Linked DNA regions of Pan troglodytes: region 1 is linked to region 2. The links are chromatin contacts, called in public Hi-C maps. All regions are on one chromosome and are shown on one strand. The core of a region is the stretch at or near the end of the contact, and the rest is flanking DNA. Distances in the headings are between cores, read along the strand shown. Region 1 has its middle 64 kb from the start of CARTPT. Region 2 has its middle 180 kb from the start of MAP1B.

What was found. A called contact is a pair of places that touch in the nucleus more often than the background predicts.
Region 1: a Hi-C map of stem cell-derived neural progenitor cells shows a contact between it and region 2, with 2.8 times the contacts expected there. The contact joins two enhancer-like sites. A contact is called at or near these places in 2 of 7 Hi-C or Micro-C datasets (induced pluripotent stem cells and stem cell-derived neural progenitor cells) and 1 of 1 other capture datasets (stem cell-derived neural stem cells).

The regions. Positions count from the first base shown.
Region 1 is chr4:44,262,736-44,266,659 of NHGRI_mPanTro3-v2.0_pri, reverse strand. No RefSeq gene overlaps it. Among named protein-coding and RNA genes, the nearest start is that of CARTPT, 64 kb to the left of the region's middle. Within about 2 kb of position 2,634, at least 10 of the 24 cell types and tissues checked have an H3K27ac peak or open chromatin away from gene starts, as enhancers often do. A contact at or near this core is called in stem cell-derived neural progenitor cells, where this site is marked.
Region 2 is chr4:44,125,116-44,128,946 of NHGRI_mPanTro3-v2.0_pri, reverse strand. No RefSeq gene overlaps it. Among named protein-coding and RNA genes, the nearest start is that of MAP1B, 180 kb to the right of the region's middle. Within about 2 kb of position 1,251, at least 5 of the 24 cell types and tissues checked have an H3K27ac peak or open chromatin away from gene starts, as enhancers often do. A contact at or near this core is called in stem cell-derived neural progenitor cells, where this site is marked.

The DNA.
Region 1 (3,924 bases), core at 1,385-3,884, 140 kb before region 2:
ACTCATTCTCACTTTGTCACCCAGGCTGGAGTGCAGTTGTGCAATCTCATTTCACTGCAGCCTCAACCTCCTAGGCTAAAGTGATTCTCCCACCTCAGCCCCCCAAGTAGCTGGGACTACAGGCACTTACCACTATGCCCAGCTATTTTTTTTTTTTTTTGTATTTTTTGTAGAGATGAGGTTTTGCCATGTTGCCCGGGCTGGTCTCAAACTGAGCTCAAGCGATCCACCAGCCTCGGCCTCCCAGTGTGCTGAGATTACAGGCATGAGCCACCACGCCCTGCCTGGCACACACTCTAAAGCCTTCAGGGGCTTCCTAACTGAGCTCCTTCCCATGGCCTGCCAGGCCCTCCATGCTCTGGCTCCTGGGTGCTCCTCATTTCCTGCCACTCCCCAACACTCCTGGTGACCCAGCCACACTGGTCTCCTTGCTGCTCATCGGACACATTGCGTCGTTCCTATCTCAGGGCCTTTTCCTCCCTGCTGCTTCTTCCAGGAATGCTCTTCCCACAGCTTTGAGTTTGGGTTGCTCCCTCTCTTCATCCACACCCCTACTCTAATATTATTTCATCAAAGAGATCCCCCTAGCCTCCCTTTCTGGCACCCCCACTGCAACTCACTATCCTTTTACCCTGACTTACTTTTATCTGTAGCCTGTATCACTACCTACCATGTAACTTATCTATTTATCTGTTTATCATCTGCCTTCCCCTTCTTCCCCACCACACCATAAAATCCATTAGGACAAAATCATTGTCTTTTTCAACACTGTATCACCAGGACCACAAAGTGCCTGAATTATGGTCGGTGCTCAAAAGGGATTTGTTATCAACTGCGCTCTGTCATTTTACACATCAGATACTGAGGTCAGGCAAGGTATAAAGAGAGCAGGGGCAGGAGCAGTGGCTTCCCCTCTGACTGCTCCCACCATGCCAACCATTTCTATTTCTGAGCATGAGTAGAACTCACTACCCATACCCCGCCACCCCATACCTGACTGTGTACTGCCTTGTCCTGGTCTCGAATCACTACAAATCACGCTTGGCATGTTTGTATCGAAAGCAATGTTTGCTTTAGTGGGATCTGGCAAACCCAGGGTCCCCAAAGACCACTAAGCAGTCACCAGCACTGAGTTTTAGAAATGGCTGGCTTGTTTTATTACCAGTTAATAGCATTTGTATTTGTGCTTTTGCAAATAACCATGAGAAATCAGTCATCAGGCATGAGTGATATGAGAAAATTAAGGACAAGGTCCTAAAAAATGGGCTGGGGATGAGGACTACGGTTCAGTAACTGGATCAAGTGTGTGAAGACTCAGGGGAAAGAATTTACATGGGGTATATGCTGTTCAGGAAGGACTAAAATTCGGGGCCAGATGCTACTGCATCTCCTCCTCCCCCACCACACACACACATTCGAAGGGCTATGGAGGGCACCTTTTTTATTTAGGGAAAATTATCCCATTTCATTCATCCTACAAACATGAGGAGTGGCTGTGTTTTCAGCAGTGCCGATGAAAATCCCAAGTCCTGGGTCTCTGAGAGATACTTTCTTATGTGGTTAAGAAGAATCAGGATGCATAAACTTGAATCCTGCCTCTACCATTTATTTGCTCTAAGATCTTGGGCAAGTTATGTAAAGTTCTCTCTGTTTTCTATCTGTTAAATGGAAATAAAAATGATACCAGTTGTATGGGTTGTTGTTGAGATTAAATAAAGAACTGCTGGTAAAGTGCTTTTTACATTATCTGCCAAGCAGAAAGGGCTCAATGCATTTTAAATAAGTAAATATATATCCCTGAGTAAAGCAGGGAGGAACCAGCCCAACCAATGGCTTCCCTGTTTTCAAAACCACTCTGCTTGTCCTTCCAGAGGAATAAGACCAAATTCCTGGGGATTTTGGTTCACTCCTTGGTCAGCAACCCTGCAGATTTATTTTTTCTAGTCATTTCAGGCTCTGTGTCTAATGATGCCAAGTTACCTGGCTTTATGGTGAGTATGAAGCTGAACGCTAACTGCGGAAACTCCCCGGGCCAGGCAAAGCCTTGGAAAGTGAAAGTGGCTGTGAAGGCAAAGGTGCTACCTGGTCTTTCCCTAGGGAGAGCAAGACCCCAAACTGATCCTTATCATGAGATTCTGGGTACTGAGGTGAACTTGGGCTTGCAGCTTTGCAGTGAGTTTGGAGCCCACCTCTTTGAAGGCAGATTTCATGCATGCTTTCTTTGTGTAAAGTATTTTGAGAAAGTAGATGTATTTGAAGATGTTAATTTGGGCAGAGGACTATCCTCAGGTAATGCTGGGTGCACTTGTGGGAGTGGGGCCAAGCACCAGCTACTGCAGATAAATGTGCTGGCTCTGATCTCTGGTACCTCTGTTGAGTGACAAGCTCTTACAGAAACAAAGAAAGTGGCGGTATAGCAGGGACAGTCCCTTGTGGGGACTGTAAATGGCTGAGACTGCTACCATCTGCTCTTCTCGATTCAAATATTTAACAGGAGGTTGAAAACACAGAAGTTCCCATGAAATTACGTTTTTTTCCCCCGAACTTAATTTCTGTCAAGGAGAGGGAGGGGTCCCTTGTGTTAAACGTCTGCTTTTCAGTTTTCGAGACTGCCAGGAGATGGCGCCAGGGCTTGGTTCTTAATGGGTTCCTTAGCGCACCAAAGAAAAGACATGCTCGGCGTGGGGATGGAGGCCTCCGTCTCGGCGTTTCCATGTAACTCGTTTCTCAGGAAATCTGAACAGAAACCCTGGCCTTGGCATTCCTTGGGTTAAATGGGCTTCTTTTTTCATCTGGCCGGGAATTGAGTTTCTGGTCATGGCGCGCTACATTTTCAGTCATCGATTCTCCTCAGAGGGTCGCACGACTGATGTTGTCTCTGGACATATGCTAATAAGAAACCAGAGAGAGCTCGGAGAGGGATTTTGAATGCATTAGAACTTTCCAGCGTGTTGCATAAAAAATAGAAAGTAGAGGTCATGTTATTTGGGAAATAGTAGACGTGTTGTATCATACCGTTTTTTTTCCTTCTTTTCAGACCCTTTTCACTGATCTGTTGCTCTTAGCCCAGAAAACGGTATAGCTGATGCCAGAAATTACAGCACGTTCTGCTAGGAAGTGTTTACACTTCAGGGCTGAACTCCTAGCACGATTAATAAACATCACCACCACAACATAAGAACGACTGAGCATGTGGTACCTATCCGCTCATTTAACCCTTACAGTAATCTGGGATATGTCCTTTATGATGTACTTTTTTCAGGCTAGAAAACTGAAGCTTAGGTTCAATAATTTGCCTAAAGTCATTCGACGTGTGATCAGAAGAGTAGGGATTGAAACTCAGACCATCTGACTCCAGGCCCATGAGGTTTTCCCCGGCACCCTACTAGAACAGCAATTTTGGGGGTAACGGGGCACCCCGGAGGCAGTGCTCAGTGGTTCCAGGTAGCTTGGTGTGCAGAGAGGCACCCAGGTATAGAGATGTGGTAGTCGTTTAGTGTTCACTGGGGACTCAGCGCTGTGTCATGTCCTGTGGCTTCTCTCAACACCGTGTGCAGAATCCAAACTTCCCCAGGCCTGCAAGCTCTGAGCTCTGTTCCCCTGGCCTATCCTGCTTGGTCACCCTCCAGGCATCTTTCTCCTTCCAGAACTTGCCAAGCCCATTTCTGCCTCAGGCTCTTTGCACCTGAGCTCTCTTCCCTCAACTCCTCACTGGCTGGCTCTTTTTCCTCAGGACTCAGCACAGACAGCCCTTTCTCACCCCATGATGTAAGGAGGCTCCCTCTGCCTCAAGGCCTCCTGACTCCTCACTCTGTTTTATTCCTTTATCGCACTTGTAATGATCTCTAAGTATCTTGTTTGCCTGGGTATCATCTGTTTTTCTCTCATTGGAATGTAAACTCCATGAGGAGGGGATTGGACAGT
Region 2 (3,831 bases), core at 2-2,501:
AGTGTCTACACAGCAAGGAAACAATCAACAGAGTGAAGAGACAATCTACTGAATTGGAGAAAATATTTTCAAACTCTTCATCAGACAAGGAACTAATACCCAGGTTATGTCAGAAACTCAAACAACTAAGTGATGTTAGGCATATATATATCATCAGGGAAATGCAAATCAAATGTGATATCTACCACAATGAGATATCATCTCATCCCAGTTAGAATGGCTATTATTAAAAAGACAAAAAAAAAAAAAAACAAGTGCTAGTAAGATGATGCAGAGAAGAGAAAATTTTTATACATGATTGATGGGAATGTAAATTAGTACAGCCACTATGGAAAACAGTATGAAGATCCTCAAAAAGTAAAAACAGAGTCACCATATGACCCAGTAATCCCACTACTGGATATTTATCTGTAGGAAAATAAATCAGTATATCAAAGAGATACCCATACTCACATGTTTATTGCAGCACTATTCATAATAACAAATATATGGAATTAACCTAAATGTCAATCAATGGACAAATGAATAAAAAAATGTGTTATATGTACAAGGTGGAATATTATTAAGCCATTGAAAAGGAATGGAACTATGTCATTTTGAGCAACATGGATGGAACTGGAGTTCATTATGTTAAGTGAAATAAGATAGACACAGAAAAATAAATTTTGTATGTTCTCTCTCATATGTGAAAGCTAAAAAATTTGATCTCATGGAGATAGAGAGTAGAATGATAAATACCAGAGGCTGGAATGGGGTGTGGGTGGGAGGGGAGGATGATGAGAGGTTGTTTAATGGATACAAACATACAGTTAGATAGAAGGTATATGTTTATATGTTTGACAGCAGAGTGGGGTGACTGTAGTTAGCAACAATGTATTGTATATTTCAAAGTAGCTAGAAGAGAGAACTTGAAATATCCCCAACATACAGAAATGATAAATACTCAAGGTAACAGATACCCCAAATACCCTGACTTGATCATTACACTTTCTATGCATGTAACAAAATATCATATGTACCTCCATAAATATGTAAAATATTATGTATTAATACAAAAATGGCTGGCTGTTAATGAATATAACTAGCTTACCAGAGCCCTCTAGCTGCCCTCTTTCTGCAATAGTGATGACTAGGAAGTTGCTAAGCTTTTTCACCCTTGTATAGCACCTTGATATTTCCTGTATGAGTCACACCATTACTATCCCTCCAACAACAGAGGCTGAAAAAAATTACACTCCAGGCCTTGTTTCTCACACAATAGGGCTTGGCAGCATGCTCCACCCTCAGATTCTATTCCTAGGGCTTACCCTCCAAGGAGTCTGCAATGGACTGGATGTTTTTGTCTCCCCTTTTTCCTCCCAAATTCATATGATAAAAAGCTCATCCTAATGTGATGGTATTTGGAGAAGAGGCCTTCGGGAGGTCATTAGGTCATTAGGATGGAATCCTCATGAATGGGATTCAGGCCAGTATAAGAAGAGGCCAGAGAGCTAGCTATTTTTTGCTCTTCTATGTGAGATACAATGAAAAGTCAGATATCTACAAACCAGGAAGTAACCTCTCGCCAGACACTGGATCTGCTGGCTCCTTTATCTTGGACTTGCCAGGCTCCACAACTGTAAGAAATAAATGTTTGTTGATAAAATAAATGTTGTACCAGTCTATGATAATTTGTTATAGCAGCCTTAACTGACCAAAACAGTAAATATGTTACGTACATACAAGATGTGAACACAAACCAAAACTCCTTATTGAGTCCACTAAAGCTTTCCATGAGAGTTCTGAGAATAGTTCTGCCAAAACAAGTGTTGGAAGGAGTATGAAGGGGTTGCTGGAGCTTGGAGGTAGTGACCTACCAATTCAAATTAGATGTTATGTAGCTCATGGTAGATATGTAGGTAGATAGCTAGCGCCCTTGATTGCCAATGAGTAAGCAATGTTAGTTGAAAAACAGAACTAGAATTAAGGGTAGTTCTGTAGTTAAGGATACAGATTCCCAGGGTACTCCACTATAATCCACACTGTACTTGCAAAGATTAAAATATTATTCAAAAGAAACAAAATTGTATGAAGGAAATTCCAAAATCCCATAGCCTTCATATTCCAAAACCAGGTTTTTTTGAAAAGAATTCCAGGATACATTTCAAAACAGAGAAGTTTCTAATTTTCAGATCATTATTCATTCTGAAGTTATGACAAAGCAACAATTGATTTGAACAGGTAATGCATAATTAATTGAAGTCAATAAATTAGAATTCCCCCTAAGACAGAATCAGTCCTTCTTGTCCTGGATCTTTGGCTGTTTTCAGCAGTTTTGTACTGAGCTAAACTAGATGGGAAGTTTTCCTTAAGAATTTCCAAGGAATGGGAAGAATGGTGAATACTTGGGAGTACATCTTCCTTAGGGAAGGAGAGAAAGGAATGTAGGTTGCACAACCAATATGCAGTAGGTGCTTTATAGATACTATTTATTCACTTGATGTTCTCAAATATCAAAGTTAGTGTTATTATTTTCATTTCGCATATATAGTTAAGCAAGTTGAACACGATCAGTTGACTATTAAGTAGAAGACATAGTACTCAAATGTGACCTGCTGCGCTTCAAAACTCATCTTTTCACTGTCAGATGCCCTGGTATCTATCACAGAGCATGAGTTATCTTCCTACTAAATGCAGATGGTTTAAGAAGAGAATGCAATAATGACTATTATAAGGTCAGCAAGAAGTTCTAGTTCTACAACTGAGCCCTAGAACTTTCTCTCTAAATACTTCAACAGGAGTATTGTTTCTTCTAATGTTCAACTGCCTTCTGACCCAGGCTGAAGTATTCCTTTGTAATTAGCAGAGTTTCAATTCATAGTGATTCAGTAGTACAGAGAAATGGGTAGGCTTTGATTTTTCAATCCATTTCAGCCACCAAATCTCACTCTGCTCTCCTTTCTTTGGCCTCTAGTGAAGTTGTTGTTGAGCTTTAGTATACATAAAAAACAGCTGATGGAATTGTTTAAAAATGAATGTTTTGGCTTCTATCCTAGAAAGCCAAGAGGTTTGGGGTGAGGCCAAGAATCTGCATTTTTTACAAACATCTCAGGTGATCAGGGAAATCTGAGTTTGTAAGTGCCTTAATTTTCCTTATTACTCTCATTTTCCTTTTATGTTTTTGTTTTAATCTCACACCCTGTTGGGATTGGGATTTCTTTTATAAGCCATGCTCTTTTGTTCTCTGCACTTCTAGAACTGCCCTGCTAGTGTATGGTCTGGGTGTATGAAGGCTCAGGACTAAAACCAGAAAAACAGAGGTAACATCTAATAGCTAGAGGCTCTAAGAGGGAAAATGCTTCAGTTAGGAGGCATAGAAGAGGCTACTAAATAAAATGTTAGTGGTGTAATATTATTCTTCTGGAAAAAATATGGCCATATAGTCAAGACAAACACAAAAGAGGGACACAAACCTGAAGGAATCAAGCCAAAAAGGTAAAATCCCAGAACAAGCTGAGGCTCGTGAAAAGTGGTAAGGGCAAAAACCAAGGGCTCTTAGGAAGCTACACAGGGATTAAGAGCAATGAAGAAATAAAGGCCAGGAGCAGATGATGTAATGTTGACAGACAGCAAGACAAGCAGCACTGCTCATTTCCTGTTTTACTTCCCTACTCCATCAGGGAGAAGGATCTCCAAGCTGCAAATTTATAGAATAAACATTTCTTAAGGAAAATGTAATCCAAAGATGAAGGTGGGGCTTGGGAAAGATCTATTTGCACAGTGAGTGCGGCTTTTAAGACCAGAAGAATTACATTACAGAGCACCCCAAATTGGCACTGGAGTTACAAGGGT